3 separate regions of the Mus musculus genome follow, and all the other regions are linked to region 2. Evidence: chromatin contacts called from public Hi-C and HiChIP or PLAC-seq data. All regions are on one chromosome and are shown on one strand. Each heading gives the region's core, a stretch centred on a gene start, on an enhancer-like site or on the middle of the called end of the contact. The rest is flanking DNA. Distances are from core to core; before and after follow the strand shown.

Region 1 (4,068 bases), core at 241-2,740, 79 kb before region 2:
TATTTCACTTAGCAAGCGTGATAACCAACCTACTGTTCAAAAGGAAAACGTGTGTGCAAATACAGTTTTATTGGGCTTGAATTCCTTGTGCACAAGAAGGCACACAGGTGTGATTTGTCCGTTTCTACTTCCCTCTCCTGATTGTTCTGCCTCTGGCTGTCCCTCCCTCTTTCCTTACTCTCTTTCTTCTTCTTCTTCTTCTTCTTCTTCTTCTTCTTCTTCTTCTCTTCTTTTTGGTTTTGGTTTTTCAAGACAGGGTTTCTCTGTATAGCCCTGGCTGTCCTGGAACTCACTTTGTAGACCAGGCTGGCCTCAAACTCAGAAAGCCGCCTGCCTCTGCCTCCCGAGTGCCGGGATTAAAGGCGTGCGCCACCATGCCCGGCCCTTCCTCTCTTCTTTTGGACCTGGGATCCAGCTAGGGTCCCCAGTTGCTAGGCAAATGCTCCACCACTGAGTTACCCTCCGGGAGGAGTAAAATCTCAATTTCAGAGAAAGGAGTTTATGAAATTCCCATTTAATGGGGTTTGGCATCTGCCATTCATTTTAAAAACCTGGTGTTAATTTTAAATGAGTCCCAGTAAAATCTTGAAGAGGGTCATTGGTATGAGGGTGAAGGAAGTTATTTTTATTCCACTAATTGTCTTCTGTATTTAAACTAAACAAACAAAACTCCTCTCTTTTTAAGATGTCAAGCCGGGCATGCTGCTTTACATCTGTAGCCCCTGCTACTCAAAAGGCAGAGGCAGGAGGACCCATGAGCTAAACCCAGCTTGTGTAACATCACAACCCTTCTCCCCTGTTTCAAGAAAAGGAAGAGAGGAAAAGGTATCAAACTGGAAGAGTTTAGAAGAGATTCAAATGTCTGAAAAAAATACACACCAAATAAGATAGTTGATGGTGGTTGACAGTAACTGTATATAAGAAACTTCTTTGAGTTAAGCAGAATATTAGGACCCAGAATATTATGTCATACATCATAATTTCACAGTATCTTGGTATTTTTCAACAGAACCATAAGATGCAGAATGTTAATCTATGCATAACATGAGCCAGGTTTTGACCAAGCTTAATGAGTAGCCGACCAGATGAGAATCTTGCCGATTCTTTAGCTAGTGATCTTTTCAATATTCTTCCCTACCTATATACGTACAGCTTAAAGATGCTGTGTTTGTGAATGAGACAACTTCACTTGTATGTAAAGACCTGCATATTTCCCAGTGTGTATGTCACTTCTAAGAACCATAGCATAGATCCTGCAAAGATAAATATTTCTTCTAGAACAAATCTTGCAAAGGGATGTTAACTACTTTTGTAATTAATTACACCACGGGCATTGATGTTTGTTGTAATATTTTGACAGTCTTGAATGTCTTTAGGAGTGATTGCTTTTACATTAATCAGGCTCAAATGTAGGCTTAAGGGGGCTGAGTGTGGGGTGAAGCCACACTACCAAGCAAAAGAGACAATTCTGTTTGCTGCCAAAAGATGGCAGTATTGGTTATATACTAGAACATATTTTCTGTTACTCTATGGCCGGCTCCTTTGTTGGCCTTGGCCTTAGTCTCTCTCTCTCTCTCTCTCTCTCTCTCTCTCTCTCTCTCTCTCTCTCTCTCTTTCTCTCTCTCCCTCTGTTAATCTTATTTAAATCTTTTTGAGACAAGATCTCACTAAGCTGAGGCTGTGTAGGTAGCCAAGGCTGGCCTTGAACCCTTGATTCTCCTACCTCCATTGCTGGAGATCTTAGAATATAGCTGTGTGCTACAGTGCCCCTGGCTTTGAAGAGTATTATAAAATTATTAACATCAGCTGCTATCTATGAAAGGAATGATAAGAAGAAACACTTAGTCATTTTTTATTGGCTTTTAAGAATATAAATGTGACAAAGAGGGGAAACAATAAATTCTATATGCATGTAAAAAATGAGTCGATTTGACCCCAGAATTTTCTTGAAGAACTGTAAGTCATGTGATGCATATAACTTGCTATCCTAAAGTGAATAACACATTGAGAATGGAAGGAAATCTGATGCATGCCTGTATCCCTGCACTTGGAGGGGGAGCTTCAGGAGTTCAGGGTCATCTTCAGCTATGTAGTAAGCTTGAGGGCAGCTCAGCATATGGGAAAGCACAGTTTCAAACATACAGACAAGAAAGAGAAGAGAGAAACTATTGAAAAAAATGGAAAAACCTTAGGCTTTGTTACTCTAGAAAAGCCAACCAATATAAAAAATAATGGATGCCAAGTCACCCAGTATGAATCTAAAAATTTAAACATTCATTATTGTATGTGTGTGTGACCAGTGCATGAATGCATGCATATGTAATGCCCTGTGTGGTTGTTGGTGTGAGTATGTACACGCATGTATGTGGAGGTGAAAGGACAACTTTCGGGAGCTGGTTCTCTCCTTCCACCATAGGGTATCCTGGGATCAAGCTCAGGTGATCGTGTCTGTATCGCAAGCGCTTTTACCTTCTGAGCATTTCATGGCAACTTAAATGAGACAGGGAAGCCTGGCCTGGTGGCTATGAATGACACAGGCTTTGAGATTATTCTCATCAGCAGATCTTTCACATGAGGAATCCCAGTCAAGGCCTCACCTGAATTCCATGGGCTGGGTATCTTTGGGGGCTTCATTAAGGATGATGTGGTTACTTCCTAACACAAGTTCTAGAAAAGGATGCACAGTTTTAAAGTGAGAGCAGTGGAAAGAAGATGATGATTTCAAGTGTCACCTGTGTGTTGGAAGCCCAGATGCACATGGTGTTGGCACTTGGGACTTAGAAGCAGTCCTCTGAGGCCATATCTTTAAATAGTAAAGTTTGGGGTCCTCGTGCTGTTGGATTTTAGGAAATGCTTGTTGATTTCACAGATTTTATGTTACTCAGTAATTTGACCATCTGCCCTGGGAAAACTTTAATCAAAATCATCCAGCATTGTATTTTCCTTCTTGGTGATAAGACTGTGGTTGGTGATTGGATTGCTCAAAATGAGGACCAAGAAGAGAATAAGATGGAGAGTAAGTGATGCAAGTGGTACCCAGGCTGGCTGGTGTTGGCAGGGTCAGAGCAGAATCAGAGTGCCCCCACAGTTTGGTTTCCTGGATGACTGTTATACAGATGGCTATTATACATTGAAGATCCATTAGGAGGAGAACTTTAGTCCCTGGCATGTTAGCATTTCCAGAGATGAGGAGCTAACTTACAGCCTAAGGTCTACAGGAGAGTCACATACTCAGCAGCTCTCCATTTCTGTAACCAGGTGGTTGTTCTCAGTCCTGCTGCCATCTTGGTTTGTGACATCCTCACTTACAGACTCCTGGCCTGGAAATCTTTCAGATGCCCTTGATGTTTTTCTCTTCTTCATCTTCAAATCAAGCCTATCCCCAATCCAGACTTTACTAGAATCAATTATCAACAATTCTATCCCTGAAATGGCTTCCCACCCTCCATTCCCCCAATCCCCACCTCAACTTCTGTGGTCTATACCTGGTGTCCCCAAACCTTGGGCTCAAAAGTAAGAGCTGACTGGTAAAGCTGTTACTTCCACCCACCAACCGTATGACTTTGAGCTCGATTCTTGCACTGTGTAAGCCTGGCTTTTCTCAGGCAGAAAATGAGGTTAGTAATAGCAACTATTTTTGTGAGGTCTTGAATAGGAAATGAGATAATGCAAGATCATTGCTTAGTGCCCAAGAACCTGCATAGTCAGCACCTGCATTATTATAATGGAGTCCTAACTGTGTTTCATTTCTCCAGTCTCCCAGAGGCCATTTTCCAACTGCTGTTGGTATTGCTTTCTGAAATCACTGTTTGGGTTCTGTCAATTTCACCATGGAACATGCAGCAGCCGCAACAGCCACTGCCACCCTCTTTAGCACCTCAGTTCCTGTAGGATAGCATTAGCCTGTTCTGACCTTTTACAGTTGGGTCCCATCTGACCTCAACTCCACACCAGTAGAAGCCCAGCCATCGGTCCCTGTCTCCCTCCTGCTCCTTCCTAACTTCCTTCGTGGACAGTGAGAGTTCACCAGTCTGCTTCTGACAGAGTTCTCCCCCACACTCACTGTTC
Region 2 (4,142 bases), core at 132-2,631:
TACAGGAGGTGCAAGGGAAGCTCCCACTGAGGAAACTACTAGTAGAGTATCACAAACATCTAATTGAGGGTGGGAACCTTGCAGATATGAGGAACACTTGGATTCAGATACACTTGAATGCAGGTCTGGTAGCATGTCCGACTTGAGGATGGTACCAAAGGTGCTGAGCTGAGCCTGGGAGAATGGTGTGGGGAAGACGGTATAGGAAGGGCTGCAGTGGGGAGAGGGGACTATAGAAAAGTGGCTTGATTTTGATCTGCTTAGTTTGCGAGGGTTCTCATGCCTTATGAGGTTCAAGGGAGTCATTTGACCTGGAGTCCGAAACAAAGGATCAATAGCACCCAGATGGTATTCACAGCCAGGGTTTTGCCCTCAGCACCATCTTAACTTGTAGCTGTGATCTTTGGGCAACTCAAGTCATACTTATTTGCTCTGATGAAAAAAGACCAGAGAAACACTGTATTTACCCCAAAGCATGAGGATAAAGGGGCTCTGAGTATGAAAATACCTTGTAAACAACCAAGGGCAATTCAGACTGAAACGCAGCAGAGGTTGCGCGGTACTGAGAATGAAGAAAGAGCATCAGTTTGGTGATCCAGGCAATGAGCCCTAATGCACTGTACACAGAGAAATGATTGGTAGCTGTGGAGGTATATACTGCCATCATAATCCTTCTTATTCTACTACAGCCCAGTCTTTACAGGACGTATATGTATATATACGCATATGTATATATACACTGTATTATACATTATACTTTATGCACACTGCTATTATATACACATGTATTACACACACACACACACTCACACAGCTCTCCAAATTTTACAAGACCTTCACATACGAGATCTGTTTGAGTTGCACATCAGTCTTGCAAGGAAGAGAGGATAGTGATATGGGAAGTAACTGATCTGAGAGGACACCTGGTCGGTAGAACATTCTAGTAGCCGGTGAGAGCTATGTAAACATGGAGATCCTCGTTCCAGAGGCCAACCTGAATATGAACAAACCATTCCCACCCAGAACATTCACTGAAAAGAAGGTTATAGGAGGGCCACAGTCACACCCCCTCCAATCCCAACCAGGACAGCAGTCTTCTTGTAACTTCCGGTCCCCAATACCCAATTCTTTTTTTTTTTTTTTTGCTTTTTTCGAGACAGGGTTTCTCTGTGTAGCCTTAGCTGTCCTGGAACTCACTCTGTATACCAGGCTGGCCTCGAACTCAGAAATCCGCCTGCCTCTGCCTCCCAAGTGCTGGGATTAAAGGCGTGCGCCACCACGCCCGGCTTCAATACCCAATTCTTGAAGGTACGGGACCTTTAAACCTATCGCGAGACTGTGATCTGCGCGCTTCTAGTTGCCAGGGCAACAGCGTTCTTTGAGACAGCGGTCTCCTGCTGCCTCTTTCATCTTCACAGAGGAGGCGGTGGCGGGAAAAACCGGTCCCCTTCGAAGGGAAGTGGAGAGAGTCAGTGTCTAGGCGTCCAGCTTTCTTCCCCACCGAGAAGTTGAGGGGCCGCACGCACCACGGGCAGAGGTTGGTAGCCGCTGGCCACGGCAGAGGGCGAGGTGGAGGTGTGGCCTGATGTGCCAGAGGAGGGTGAGAGGGCGGACTCTGTCCCCGAGGGCTGTGGGTGTGGCCTGTTCGCCCAGGCCAGCATGGGGTGGCCACAGGGGCGTGGCTATGTCTGGGAGTCTCAGAAGCTACTGCCCGGGCAGAGGCGTGATCTCTGCTGAAAACTCTTTCTGCATTAGTGCATCCTTACGAGCCTTCTTCCCACTGAGGTCTGGAGCACTAGTCAGTAGCATAGTCCTTAAAAGTGGCACAGGAAAAATGAGACTAGAGAGAGGGTTTGTAAACATTGATCTGGGACTTAGCTTTCCCAATGGAAGAAATGTAAACCAAACGTATAGGTAGATACCTTTGGGCATCCACCAGCCTGGGGACTATGAATAGGCCTTTCAGACAATAAGACAGGGAGCAAACAATCTGGAGACACAACCAGTTTTGCCTCATCACACCGGACGTGTACTATCTACACGAGCTGATCAAAAAATGTAATAAAACGTTGGCGTGTATGAGCAGTTATTTGTTACCATTAGAATCTGGTCACATCTCTACTTCACTGAATAGCATAAAGTAACTGGTATTTTAATTTTGATTCTTTTGGTGCACTGTGTTTCATTAAATGAGGAAATGTATAAAACAAAAATTTCTTTTTGTCCCAGTTTCCCTTTTTATTGTAGACCTCCATAAGACCGGGATATGATTACTAATAACCATGCAACAGAGTCAGAGAGCCATGTCTTGAAATCTTCTCTGCCAAGGAAACTAATCCATGGTTTTTCAGTTTTGCCTCAGGCAAATGTTTAAGGCAAGGGCAGAAAGCAGCCACTTTCTTTGCCAAATACAGGAATGTTCTGTCCTTCTGTCGCCCAGGTGCTAGTATTGTTTTCCCCTGAAATGGCCTGAGGTCCGTAGGCCTCTGCAGTCTGCCTTGCTCTCAGCATTATTGCCTTCTAACCTCCCACCAGGATGCTCTTTAAGCTCTTCATCAGCATCCAACTGCTTTCCTAGTCCAGAGTCTTATAAAAGAACGCCTTCAATTGACTTACAGCTTCAGAGGCTTAGAGTCCATCATGGCGGAGCAAAGGCACGGAAGCAGAAACAGCTGAGAGCCCACATCTTGATCTGAAAGTAGAAAGCAGAGCTAAGTGGGAAGCTGAGAGTCTATTGATACTTCAGGAGGCGCTTCCTCTGCCCATGAAATACCACTTCCTCCTAATCCTTCCCAAACAGTTCTACCAAGTGAGGACCACGCTGGCTTAGTATATCATTGATTTCTTTGCAAGCTATCCTTGCATTTCCTTCCAGGCCTTGGAAGATTGCATATTTTATATTGACTCATTACTTTTAAATTTTGCTTTTACTTTTATTAAAATGATATGGTCCAAATGTTAAACTGTGGTATAAAATTCAGAATGGAAGAAATAACTGAGCAGTTCCCAGTCACATCTTCTGGAGGCAGCCACCTTGAACTCTTAAATATTATGCTTTATTTACTATTGTTTGGATTTATCAATTCCTGGATTCCCTCTTTGATGTCCTACTTGGCTAGATTCTTCTACACCCTCCTTTTGGATCCTGTCTCCCATCCCACATCCTCAGGGAAGACATGGCAGTTGGTAAATCCATTCTCAGGGCACATGCAACTTGGTGCACATCGTGTGGCTGCTTTCTTGTACAGCTCTTCATTTTTCATATGGAGTTTCTGTGTGACAAGTGATTTCTTAAACACACAATACACCTATCAGATCCCATTTCAATGGTCTTTATTCCGATTTCTTTTCCAGATGGCCAAATACACAGATAGCCTGTCAGTTACATTTCCTGTGAACCGTGGTTTATTTAATTTGCGATGTTTCTGAGGAAGCCTAATAGCAGCCGAGCAGCCTTTGAAACAGATGGAAAGGTTTCCGGAGTCTTAGCTGATCCACATCATGGCTCGGTCCCCGTGCTTGGCCTTTTTTGAGATGTATTATATTGGCTCTGCCACATCCCTCCAGCTCCCCACTCCTCTCAAGCTGCAGTAAGTCCTCCTTGACAGGAAGCATAGGGCATGGAAAAGACATTTGGCCTTTTAGTGACTTACGCTTTTTGGTGGTGATGTGCCGGGGCCAGGGTGATCCATCATCCCACAATAACACTGTCAGGCCTCTCCTGAGTGAGCCCAGACACTTTTACAGAGTGTGAACAATGTTGACATCAATGCCTTTTTCAGTTGCCGAGTGGGAAGAGTGGACCGACTGTTCTCTGAAGTGGAAGCATCGGCACATTGGGCAGTTGGAGGGCAACCCTGTTATTCCTCAGTGTGTCCAAGAGATGCTTCAGCTTCTTCATGTTTGTCCTTCTTTCTGTGTGCAAGGCCTCTTTGGACTCTGAGTCTGTGTTCCACCGAATAGCACGAAAGACAAGCCACTTCGTAGAAGAAGGACATAACAAGCTAATGCTTCATGTAATGACGAGCATTTAGAAAAAATTTGGCAGGAGATATCCATTCATATTTAAGCTGGAATCTTTGCAGTTTCTTCTAGTTCACTGTGTGCATATTGTCCCACACTCACCAGGCATGTCTAAATCG
Region 3 (4,444 bases), core at 999-3,498, 97 kb before region 2:
GAAGTCTGGGATGCTGCACTTCCAGCAAATGTTTGGGCAGTGTTGACACCGATGGTGCTCAGACTATGAACTCTGAGCATCTAGAGGCTAGAAGACTTGGCGTTCCAGATAAAAGTCTAAATTTGAGTTGGAGGTCAGAGGTGTGTCTGATACCAGGTGTGTCTCCTTCAATCAGTCTGCACTTTATTTATAAGTGGGGTCGCTTTGTTGAACCCAGAGCTCACCCATTTGGCCAGTCTATCTATCCAGCTAGGCCTGGGAGTCCCTTGTCTCTCCCTCCACCCACCATGCCTGCCTGGCCTTATGTGGTTGCTGAGGATCTGAGAACTGACTGGTCCTTCCATTTGTGCAATAAATGCTTTACCTGGCGATCAGTCTCCCCAGGCCCAGTGCTCTTCAGTATACATCACTGAGCAGATCTTTGTCTCTTGACTCGTCTTCAGGGCTGCTTGCCCCACTGCTTGCTCACCCCTGCCCTGCCTCTATGGTGCCTTTCTCCTTTCTTCCATTCATGCCCTGGGAAGAACAGCCTTATTCTTTGTCCTTGTTTCATCCCTTTCTGATCTCTCTTCAATCCACCAGTCCGATCATGTCACTCTTCTCTTTAAAAGCTTTCCCTGGCTCCTCACCCTCTGTAGCTCTGTATAATGACATCTCTAATGGGGCTCCCACTTCCCTCTAGCCTGCTCCTTACACTGCAGGAGCACCACACTCTATTTCATTCTTACTGCGCAGCAGTGTGGTCGCCCTCCTTGCTGCTGTGACTTAGCATCTCTTGTCCCACCGTCCATAATTGCCTCTTTTTTTTTTTTAACATTAATCACTTGACTAACCCCTCTCATTTTCTGTATATTCCTCTCAGTCTTTCATTCCTACAGCTAAGAGTTTGCCTCAAGTCTCAAAAGAGACTTTGAAGAGTAGGCTTTTGAAGAGTTTTAGGTCTGGGAAGACTGTGGGAGACTGGTGAAGGTGGAGTAAACGCTTTTTGCATTGTGAGGTGCCCACGAGCCCTTCAGGGTAGGGGTAGAAGATTACAGTTTGGATCTAAAGTGTTCCCCGCAGGCTCTCATCTGAAACGCTTGGCCCCTGGCTTGTAATACTAGCAGTGAGAGTCTCTGTCTCTGCTTGGATTTATTTCTTGAATAATTCAAGAACAACTGAAAGGGGTTCTTGTGCATTCCCTTCCTAGGCTGCAGCTATAACAGTGGGTTATGATGGAAGATGCGCTATCCCAGCTTCTCACTGAAAGGTTTAAGGGCACTGAGTCACTCTGTAAAATGACCATCAATCTTATTTTAAACAATCTTTATTTTACCCATCTCTCTGTGAATGACGAGAGAGAACAATTTAAAATTAGTTTATCAGTGTGTGAATTACTCTCGCTTATCTACACAATATTTGTTATCTTCATGGGAATGGATTAGTAAAATTTCGTCAGAGGTGAATACACTCATGGTGTCTGTAGAAATAACAATGAATGGTAAGCTTGGCACGCCAGTGTCATCTTGCACTAGCCTCCCTTCATAGCTTTGTTGGTCTTCAGAGTGGCTGGTCACAGACATCGCTGAATTAATTTGGTTTTCTGAACAGAAATGGAGACTAGAGGAAGCAAGCTGACAGCTGCCTGCAAGGGTGCAGATGTTGAACCATTCATGATGCAGCACAGAGAGGCGCAGGAAGCTGAAATAAATTAAGACCCAGAGAAACTGGGCTGTGGCCAAAGGAACATTTTTGATAAAACTTGAAAATGTTTTCCATAGCTGTGGTCATGATCCCTGAGGCAACCAATGCCATTTGCTGTTAGACAGGTTGCCATGGCCCTTGCTGACCACAGGAGGGTTAGTGAGAGGAGACCGAAGGGCTATCAGACTTGACAGTTTGTGCCTTTTGTGGAAGCACTAGGGATAGGTCTTAATCCTCTGAACACAACAGGCACTTAATGAGTGTATATAGAATGAAATATTTACAATTAAGGGGAGGGAGCACCAAGTTTTATAATGAGGTTTTGGGTCTGCTGTGCCTCATGGTGACCTAGATTTCTGTGCTGCTTAGAAAGCCATGTGAGGGGAACTGGCAGTTTCATTAGGACGTCACGAGTATTGATCTAATATCCTTTCCTCCTGGGACACGGGGCTGCTGCTGAATTATGTTCTAGCCAAAATGCCTGAAGAGGGAACTCAGGCCCCTTTGCCTGTGACTGATGTGCTGGACAGTCGGTTTCTGGGTCTCTGCCACCCTTCAGCCTAAGGCATTAGTTTAAACTGAGCTCAGCCTCCAGCAGGTTGTACCAGAATCCCGAAGAACCACAGCCTGAGCTGGAGGTCATAGTTTGAATTGTGGAAGTTCCTAGTCATAACAGTTTGTTTTGTGAAAAAGCACTCGGCCATGACAAAGCAATTCTTCTGAGGATAATGTTCCTGGGGACAAAAATAGACTTTTACACAAGACCATTGTGAGTTCTGTGGCTAAAGGGTTCAGAAGTCAGGAAGCTTTTGGGGTTAAATCCTGGCTCTGCCACTCGCTGGCGTTTTATCCTTGGCTCAGCATCTACTTTTTAAAAATAATGCTTTTTTTAAAAAATTGTAATAGATAAATCCGGGGCTGGGGAGATGGCTCAGTGGGTAAGCCATGCAAGCATGAGAACCTGAGTTTGAACCTTCACTACCCATGTGAAAGCTGTGCATGGCCTGTGTGCATGGCCCTGTGTGCATATGACCCTGTGTGCATGGCCTTGTATAACTTCAGCGTTTGAGGGCAGAGGTGGCTGACTCCCAGAAGTTTGTGGTGGCTAGGCAGCTAGCCTAGCAGAAACAGCGAGCTTTAGGATCAGTGAGAGACCCTGTTCCCCAAAGTAAAGTATGGTAGCCAGACAAAGTGATGGATGCCTTTAATCCTAGAACTCGGAGGCAGAGAGGCCTCCTGTTCAGGACCAGCCTAGCCTACATAGTGAGTTTAGGCTAGCCAGGAATACCTGGTAAGACCCTGTCTCAGTAGATAAACAAACACTAAATAGGTATTAATAGACAACTGACCACCCTCCTTTTGTCCCTGAATGCGCCACATGCAGATCACATACATATACATTTAATAAATGAACAAGTAAATAGATAAATAAGGTGAAATTTCTCATCTTATTTTTTTCCATTTCCAACATTCTACTGTGTTCCTAGGATTATAGCACCAAACTGTCCCAAGCCAAATGGTCTAAAACATCTGAAGTTTGTTCTCTCAGTTTTGGGAGGCTAAAACTCTGAAATTGGGGTGTGTGGAGGGCTGACTCCTTCTGAGAGCTCTGAGGAAGAGTACCCTGCCTTGTGCCTTTCTCATGGTGTATGGTAGCTTCCATCATCCTTGGCTTTCCTGGACTTTAGCTGTGTCCCTACATTCTCTGCTTCTGTGGTCACATGGCCTTCTTCCCAAGGTGTCTCCTACCAATGTATGTTCCTTGTTATAAGGACACATGTGCATCACACACACACACACACACACACACACACACACACACACACACACACACACTAAACTATATTATTTAGTAAATAAACCAGGAAATACTAGAACAGGGCTTTCTTATTTTACTGTAACCTTGCCTTAATTTAATGACATCTGTAAAGACTTTCCTTTTAAGTATGATTGTGTTCACAGCTCAGGTGGGAGGAGCTAGATAGAAGAAGATTTAGGATTTGAACATAAACTTTTTGAGGGACAGCTGGACCTCTTCAGTGGTGAACTCACTAAGTTCACATAGACATTAATGATGTCATTTCTCCTTCCCTCCCCTCTCCTCCCCTCCCCTCCCCTCCTCTTCTCTTCTCTTTTATTCTCTTCTCTTCTTTCTCTTCTCCTTTCCTCTCCTCTCCTCCCCTTCCATGCCCTTCCTCTCCTCTCTCCTCTCCTCTAGCCTCCTCTCCCTCTCCTCTCCTCTCCTTTTCCATCCCCTCTCCTTTCCTCTCTTCTTTTGTGGACTGGTGTGTGTGTGTGTGTGTGTGTGTGTGTGTGTGTGTGTGTGTGTATCTTATGTTGTCCAAGCTCACCTCAAGCTTGCAATGTAGTGATCCTCTTGCCTCTACTTCCCAAGGCTGGGCTCACAGGGTTCATCAACTTGCCTTGCTTCTCCTATTGTCTTTAACTTGTAGTTATCAAGTCATTGACTTAATTGTTGGCTTCCCATTACCTACTGTATTTAGTATGATTCCCTGTTTTGCATTCCCTGATGGTGACTTTTTAAAGTCATTATATCTAATGATATAATGAAATCTGTACATATTTATAGGATGCCATGTGATGTATACACACACACACACACACACACACACACACAGTGTTCAAAGCAGGGTAACCAAGATAATTTCTTATTGTAAGAAACTGTTTTCCCTAACCCCAACTCCTTTCTTTGTGCTGTTAACTCTACATGGAAGGCCTTCTCTATTTATGGAAGTCAGAT

What was found. A called contact is a pair of places that touch in the nucleus more often than the background predicts. HiChIP or PLAC-seq counts read pairs in DNA pulled down with a chosen protein or histone mark.
Region 1: a contact with region 2 is called in an H3K4me3 HiChIP or PLAC-seq map of bone marrow-derived macrophages, with 5 times the contacts expected there. The contact joins the enhancer-like site here to the promoter of Fsip1 in region 2. A contact is called at or near these places in 14 of 39 promoter capture datasets (the 3T3-L1 cell line, the C10 cell line, the HPC-7 cell line and 8 more), 6 of 15 datasets of contacts at CTCF or cohesin (the NIH/3T3 cell line, embryonic stem cells, large pre-B cells and 2 more), 153 of 484 Hi-C or Micro-C datasets (the 3T3-L1 cell line, 3T3-L1-derived adipocytes, the 4T1 cell line and 82 more), 15 of 115 datasets of contacts at active chromatin or transcription factors (the NIH/3T3 cell line, astrocytes, bone marrow-derived dendritic cells and 7 more) and 4 of 9 other capture datasets (adipose tissue, liver, macrophages and 1 more).
Region 3: a Hi-C map of bone marrow-derived macrophages shows a contact between it and region 2, with 48 read pairs. The contact joins the enhancer-like site here to the promoter of Fsip1 in region 2. A contact is called at or near these places in 1 of 15 datasets of contacts at CTCF or cohesin (the NIH/3T3 cell line), 11 of 484 Hi-C or Micro-C datasets (the Patski cell line, beige adipocytes, bone marrow-derived macrophages and 6 more), 4 of 115 datasets of contacts at active chromatin or transcription factors (bone marrow-derived macrophages, embryonic fibroblasts, embryonic stem cells and 1 more) and 2 of 9 other capture datasets (adipose tissue and pancreatic islet).

What each region holds. Positions count from the first base shown.
Region 1 is chr2:118,333,698-118,337,765 of GRCm38.p6, reverse strand. The region is part of intron 1 of Gpr176 (G protein-coupled receptor 176); the gene reads left to right. Among named protein-coding and RNA genes, the nearest start is that of 1700054M17Rik, 31 kb to the right of the region's middle. Within about 2 kb of position 1,490, at least 2 of the 459 cell types and tissues checked have an H3K27ac peak or open chromatin away from gene starts, as enhancers often do. A contact at or near this core is called in B cells and bone marrow-derived macrophages, where this site is marked.
Region 2 is chr2:118,254,195-118,258,336 of GRCm38.p6, reverse strand. Fsip1 (fibrous sheath-interacting protein 1) reads left to right here and starts at 1,381. Exons shown (of 12, transcript NM_001374672.1): 1 at 1,381-1,537.
Region 3 is chr2:118,351,570-118,356,013 of GRCm38.p6, reverse strand. All of the region lies in intron 1 of Gpr176 (G protein-coupled receptor 176), which reads left to right. Among named protein-coding and RNA genes, the nearest start is that of Gpr176, 20 kb to the left of the region's middle. Within about 2 kb of position 2,248, at least 36 of the 459 cell types and tissues checked have an H3K27ac peak or open chromatin away from gene starts, as enhancers often do. A contact at or near this core is called in the NIH/3T3 cell line, beige adipocytes, bone marrow-derived macrophages and 1 more, where this site is marked.